Linked DNA regions of Gossypium hirsutum: region 2 is linked to region 1. A link is a contact called in public Hi-C data. All regions are on one chromosome and are shown on one strand. The core of a region is the stretch at or near the end of the contact, and the rest is flanking DNA. Distances in the headings are between cores, read along the strand shown. Region 1 holds the start of LOC107911956 (shaggy-related protein kinase theta). Region 2 holds the start of LOC107911970 (remorin).

Region 1 (3,623 bases), core at 1,070-3,569:
GCTTAAGTTGCAAATGGGCATTAAATGAGGAAGCATGTCCTCTGGTAGAAAGCTTTGCTTTTTTTTTTTTTAATTAGGCAGTACGATTAATACAATTTGAACTTAGATTGGGACGATGAATACCTTAACTGGTTAAGGTAGCTTTGGTGGTTGGCATTGTCTAGTGTCTACGTGATAAATTGATAAGCCAATGAAACGACACCACGTTTCTAGAGGTTACTTGACTGAAAGAGAAGAGCCGAAACAGTAACAGCGTTTTTTGGATAATGATATGGTTTGTTTGCCAGCTTTGCTTAGCTTGGTTTGGTTTTTATGTGGGGGAACCTTGGGTCACAATCCAAGAACGATAGCTTTAAAGATGGCCATAAAATTTTGTTTACATATTTGATTTTTTTAATGCAAAAACTTTGGCTAGTATGAGAACAAAATTTTAGATATTAATAATTTGTTTTGATAAAAAAAATCTTAAAATTTAAATCATTAATTCCATATGAAATTAAAATGGGACAAAATTTTGAAATCCAAACAATAATGCATGTATAGGTGTCGAACTTACTAAAAGGATATCGTTAAATCTTTCACATCAAGAGAGATAAAATGTGAAATTTGGACGTTTTGAGGTGACATGATTGTGGCTCGTCTTCATGCAATGATATCGTGGTCAGAAAGCTGCACCACCCTTGTCTGCTACTGGACACATAATTTAGGAACAAAATTAACCCCACAAATGAAGGAAAAAAGCCACTAAACTGCCTACAGGGTTTACACATTCCCTTCTCCAAAATTCAACCCTAAAAGAGAATATTAAATTTCATTCCCATTCAGGGCAAAACAAAAATCAAACACGTTTAAGTAAGAGATATTTTACTTTCTCTTGATAATCGTAAAAAAGAAGAAGATAGTATGGCTTTCAAACATTTTTTCAAATATCTTGCCTACTTACCTTGTAGCTTGTATTGAATTTATGTTTAATAAATTATTGATTTTTTTATTTCAGTTAATTCAAAGTTTTCCAAAAAAATGTGTGAAATAATAGGTAGTTGGTTCAATTGATTTTATAACTATATTAAAAACAAATAATGTTTTTACTTTTGTTAAAAATGAAATATTTAAAATATTATATTTAATTTTATCTAAAACTATCTATAATAATGTAAAATATTATATTAATAAAATTAAAATTATGAAATAATTATTTTTCTAAAATTAAAATTTAGTATTATCCTTCTAAAAATTATTTTTATGAAACAATATAATTGTATATTTTCCCGTATTTACAAAATTATATACTTATTTAAATTTTTTTAGTTTATCAAATAACATTTTAATATAATTTTAAGCCTAGATTTTAAAACCCGATATTGCTAAACTTTGGAAAAGGTGGTGTTTTTCATATTCTTAGGGGCTTCTGGTCCATAATTTTTAAGATGGCGCAACCATTGGACTGAGTTTCTGATGGGCCAACAATTGCATCGTGCCTTCCTTACAGCTTCTGTGCATAGCGAGCCTTCCCCTATTTATAATTACATAAATTTGTACTTTTTGGTCGCACTTTATAATCATTTTGGTACATTACTTTATAATCATACATTATAATTATTTTCTTGGTACATCACTTTATACTTATAAAACATCATGATTTATCATCTTTATGCGTAGGAACGAAACTCATTTGCTAGATTCAAAATTGAGTTCAAAGCGGTCAAATATTTGAATGTAATAAAAAATATAATTTGAGTTTTCAACTTCAACTCTCGTCTTTGAATTTTTATATTATTTATACAATTTTTTTTTGCATAATTTAGAAAAAAAAACATGTATAGCTTATAGTAATGGTGAAGCCTAGAAAACTGCCTAATTTAAGCGTAGGTTTTTTTTTGTTGTTGTTGGCTTTTTACAGGCACATTCAAATTTCAATTAAAAAATAATCACGCGTAATGTTATTATATTATAAGAAAAAACAAGTCCACACATAGACTGACCTAAACCCACAATAACAACAATAATAATATAAAAAGGAAATTAAAACTACATATTAGAGTCTATTAATTTCTGAATTAGCAGGAAATTAATATAAAATTTAACCGCCAAAAGATGCGTCAAAGATTGGTCAAAGTTCCCCCGAATATCCCGTCAAGGGGAAAATGAAAAATCTGTCTCAAGAACCTCCCTTACATAAAGGAGAGCTGTAATTACCTAAAAGTCCTTATTGTACCCGATCGTTGGATCTCTCTTTGTGAGGAATCGACGGATCATATTTCCCGTTTGACTGAAGTTAGCAATAGATTAGGCTTGTATGATTGGCTTTTGGTCCAGCTTTGACCAACGAAAAATCAAACCAGGAAAGACATTTGGTGGGTTTTATGGAACAAAAAAATTTCTATAGACAGAATGTTTCCCTTTCCTTAGTTTTTTTTTAAAAAAAATATAAATTTTAAATTGAGTTTTGTTAGATATTCAAAGAGAAAAGAAAGAAAAAGGAAAAGAGAACTTGAGAAAATTAAAAAAAAACATTTATGTTTATTTAAAATGTTTTAAAATAAATGTAGTGAAGTTATAATTTTTGTTGATTACGTTAATTTGTTATATTTTATTTCCTTTTGGGTTGGTTTTGCCACCATCTGTAATTCTGGTTATAGGATCGAAGACGGAGAAGAAGAAGAGAGAAAGCAGGTTTTCTCTCTTCTCTTCTCGTATCTGTTGTGAAGGCCAAAATCGTTGTTTTAGCTTCAAGAAGTTACGGTCTAAAATCATGAATGTGATGCGTCGTCTCAAGAGCATTGCTTCCGGTCGTTCTTCTAGTTCTTCCGATCCCGTAAGTTCTGTTTTTTTTCATGGATTTATTTGACGCTAATCTCTCTTTTTGTAATGTTTATAGAAATGCTAGAAAAACGGAATGGATTTTTGGATTTCTTTTATAAGTTTTGCTCACCGAAAATATTGATTTTTTGTTTGTTATTCAATTTTCTTCATTCGTTGATAAATGGAGAAAATATATATTTTTGTTATGATTATATCTAGATTTAGCTGGATTATTATTTGTTTAATGCTATATATGTGATTTCTTTTGTTCTGGTTGCGTAATTATTTTTGTCTTATAGCTGGTTGTTTAACTATTATTCTCTTTTTGTTCTTTGTTTTTTTGTTTTTATAAATATAATAGTTTTTGAAGGTTGAAACGAGGACGAGAGGAATGGCATTGGTAGCTTAAGTCTTTTGCTTTTTGCTTCATTGCTTTTGTTTCTGAAAAGGTTTTATTGCCGTGCTTTTTGAATTGTCTTGCATATTTGTATCGACTTTGATTGTGTTCTATTCATTTATTGATCAACGTTGGTGGATCTCTTCTTTGATTTTCTGATTTAGGATATCTTGATATCTTGATATCAATAGCATAAGGTCATGCTTATGCTTTTATGCGTGTAATTGTCATAAGCCAACCTTTAGTTTTAGATTATATGTTTACCATGGTGGTTTATGGAAAGTCAGGCTGCAATGGTTGCATCTTCTGTAGAGCTTTGCTTTTAGGTTGGTGATGGGTCAAATCACCAATTTTGGTTTTTCCTGAGAATGGGAAATGTCTTAAACGAACTTTCTTTTTTCTTGGTAGGGGCTTTATTATAGAG
Region 2 (3,515 bases), core at 988-3,487, 140 kb after region 1:
AACTATAAAGAAAATTTTGTATATAGCTACAATTAGTGGAGAACACAACTATTTCGTAAGCTTCAGTCTTCTGTGAAAAGATGGAAAGGGGTTTTTGGCCTTACTTATTCTCTGCTTTGGTCTTTTCACTTTCTTCCCATGCCTTGATGAATGACAACCTTTTTGCCTTTTCAACCTCTGCAAGGGCAATATCTAAAAAAACAGAAGCAATAGATCTTAAACCTCCTCCTTTCATAGATCTTAAATACATTCAATATAATCACCAAGTAGTATCTAATGATAATAAAGCGATAGTATCACTTCATACTTACCTCTATCATGTGATCCTCCTGAGATTTTCTTTGGTTCAGGCTCTGGAGCCTCTGTCAAAATGAAAATAATGTTAAAACCACCAGAATAATTTTGAGCAATGACTAATGATGACAAACGTCATTAGCCCATGTAAAATATTAAAGTTATTACAAAAGACTAATCACTTCAATTCATAGTATGTCTGGATCAATCTAACTTACTACATAAACAAATAAAATTACGCAAATCGGTTCTTTAAGTACATTGATAAGATTCAGGTGTAGTAAGAGTTGCACAAAAACTAGCACCGAATTGAGGATTACCTGGAATTTCTATCAATACAGAAGAATATGACACTAATTCTTCATAAAAAAAGATATACCCTAAATTGAAGCTTCTTTTTCAATCTTAAAAGCTAGTTAATAAGACAAGATATAGCAACAGTACAAGTCCTGTTGTCAAAGCAACTTTAATCTTTCACCTAAAAATAATGAAAAAAAAAGGGGTCCATAATCATATTATTAGATGCCCACGACAATAATTGATGGGCAATATCTACAAATAGTGTTAAGGTAATCGACAATAGCACCTTCGAAAAAAAGAAATCACCAATAGCAACTTGCCAACCTAACCATATTCTTGTAGAATCTTCAGTGTTAAATCGGATAATATTCTTCACAATATAAAACGTATCATCACATCAGAGTAAAGATATGTTTCAAATTTGATAAACAGAGAAAAGTAAAGGAATGGTATGGCTCAGAAAGGAAAAAAAAAGGAAAAAGGTCCCATGGAAAACCAGTACAGTTTACTTTAACTCTTTATTTTCCTGCAAGTTTTCGTGTTTAACATATATTTTCAGATACGAAAAAGAAATTAAAATACATCAGCATATACAAATGGTCATTTTTAAAGAGAGTTCAATTGTTTCATTCAAAAAGTTTAGTCTTTCTCAATAGGGTTCGGAGTTGAAACTCTACTCAGTCCAACAAAGCGATCAAGTAACTATTCAGTGTTCATTCAATAAAGGGTAAACAAAAGAAAGACAGAGAAAACTCGCACAGAGAAATCTGGAAAAGGAAATTTAACTGTTCGTTTTATTTATTTTCCCACTTTTGTGTTAAATTTGATCGTATTCTAAAAGAACATAGCACTAAAACAGCAATTAAAGGTAAAGTTTTATACTAATTGTCTTGAGCTCTGTTTTCCTTAGATCAGTTGATTTAAGAGATTCTAGAAACCAGCTTTATATGAATTTTAACTGAAAAAAAAGGATGGAAACTCGAAATCGAAGTTTTGATTATATGAAACTATCAATATTTTCTTATACAAATTTGAAAGAGAATTTCAGCAAACCATAAATGAAAAATTACTTCACCGAAGAACAAAAAAGAGAGATAAATCCATCTGGAATGAGGAAAAAAATCTGAACAAAATGATTAATCGAAAAAAAAAAGAAAATTCTCAGACTAGTGTTAATTTCCAGTAAATGCTTAAAAGAAAGCATATAAATTTTCATGATTTTCATGTTGAAAGTTGAGACTATATATGTAAAACAAGCGCGAAATGAGGTAACAGCCAAGCTTACTCTCAACTACAACAAGAGCTTTGGACTCTTCAGGTTTCTCCTCTGCTGGCGGTGGAGATACAGTTTTTTCCTCAGATTCAGCTTTTGGAACCTCCACTGCCGGCGGTGGAGCCGCCGTCGTTTCAGCTTCAGCCTGCTTCTTCACTTCCTCCGCCATAACTTAGACAATTTTATGGGTTTGTGAAAAAAATACTCGATAATTTCGTTAGGAATGAAGTGATACTCAAGGTTTTGCTGAAATCAAATTATATAGCCAGACACTCATAATAAATCCACTCTGGATTTTGATATCCTACGCTACGTTCACGCGTAAACACTGTTGATTTTGGATATTATTTTATTATCGTTTGATCCAACGGTTCCCATCGTTTAAACTAGACGGTTGAGAGTATGATGTGGAATCTTTCATGCCGACAGGTAAAACGGTTAAAATGTGTGCGACGTATATCGGCTAGTAGGAAACGACGACGTAGAGTAGTTAAAACACATGATCATTGCTTTGACTAATTGATGTGAAAGTAAAACTGGGGAAAAAGCAAAGGAAATGGGAAATGACAAATAAGAAGAGCGTAGGTCTAGGCTGGTGGCCAAGTAAGCTGAGCATACAAATAGGGATTTCATTTCAGTTATTTGTGTGAATGATTTGGTACACCGCTGTTGGTGATTGGAGTGGCCGAATTGCCTTTTGATTATAAACTACTAAACTTTTAATTAAAGGCATGGACTTTAGACATTGCAAGCTTTTTAATCAACATAATGGGGGGGGGGATGCTTCAATTTAATACAAGGATGGGCCTGGTCCGTCAGCCTAATGTATATATCCGGATTGTGATCCAATGGGCTTGTTATATGTAAGGCACCTTCTTCCTAACAGGCTTTTCTAAATTCTCAAATTTCCTACTATTACAAACCATGTTTCACATCTCTTCTTAATCAGAGCCCATTAGACTGCCTGCCCGTAAATTCATACTAAAATATTGGAATATAATACCGTCTAGATTACCTGTCTATGGGTCGGACTGGATCTGTTCGAAAAGTGAGAGGATTTAGAAAAAATATACGCTTGAAAAATGGGCTTGGGCATAAATATAAAATCTATTTAGGAAACGGGCCAGCCTTGGGTAAGACTTTTTTAACTTGAGCCTGGCCCGAATATGTAAAAAAAAACTTGTTGTTTTTGTTGCTGTTTTTATTGTTTTGGTGCTATTTTTTTTTATTTTTTTCACTATTTTGTTACTGTTTTACTATTATGTTGCTACTATTTTGTTGTTATTGTTTGAATATTATATAACTCTTGTTTTATTGTTGATTTTGTTACTATTTTAGGAGCATTTGCTTATTAAGCTGCACCTATCTTAGTGTTATATATATTTTTTAATTTATTTTAAATTTGTTGCGAGATATTTATTTTAATGTTTTTAGTATTTTTGATGTATTATATATATTTTTAAAAAATTATATAAAAAAATTAATACGGGTGGGCCAGTCTTTAGCATTTTTATCCGGATCAGGCTTAGGCAAAATTTTATGTCATTTTTCGAGCCGGGCTTAACAAACGGGTCTAAACTTTTGGTTGGACTCGACCTGACCCATGGACAGCTCTAGTCTAGAGGCGATCATGGACTGGATCGGGTTC

Evidence for each region. Hi-C and Micro-C count contacts between places; a contact is called where the count stands out from the background.
Region 2: a Hi-C map of leaf shows a contact between it and region 1, with 1.8 times the contacts expected there. The contact joins the promoter of LOC107911970 here to the promoter of LOC107911956 in region 1. A contact is called at or near these places in 2 of 34 Hi-C or Micro-C datasets (both in leaf).

Annotation. Positions count from the first base shown.
Region 1 is chrD11:7,838,634-7,842,256 of Gossypium_hirsutum_v2.1, forward strand. It overlaps LOC107911956 (shaggy-related protein kinase theta), which reads left to right and starts at 2,320. Exons shown (of 13, transcript XM_041105860.1): 1 at 2,320-2,815. The coding sequence starts at 2,753.
Region 2 is chrD11:7,982,068-7,985,582 of Gossypium_hirsutum_v2.1, forward strand. LOC107911970 (remorin) reads right to left here and starts at 2,238. Exons shown (of 5, transcript XM_016839993.2): 1 at 1,880-2,238; 2 at 312-362; 3 at 105-192. The coding sequence starts at 2,036.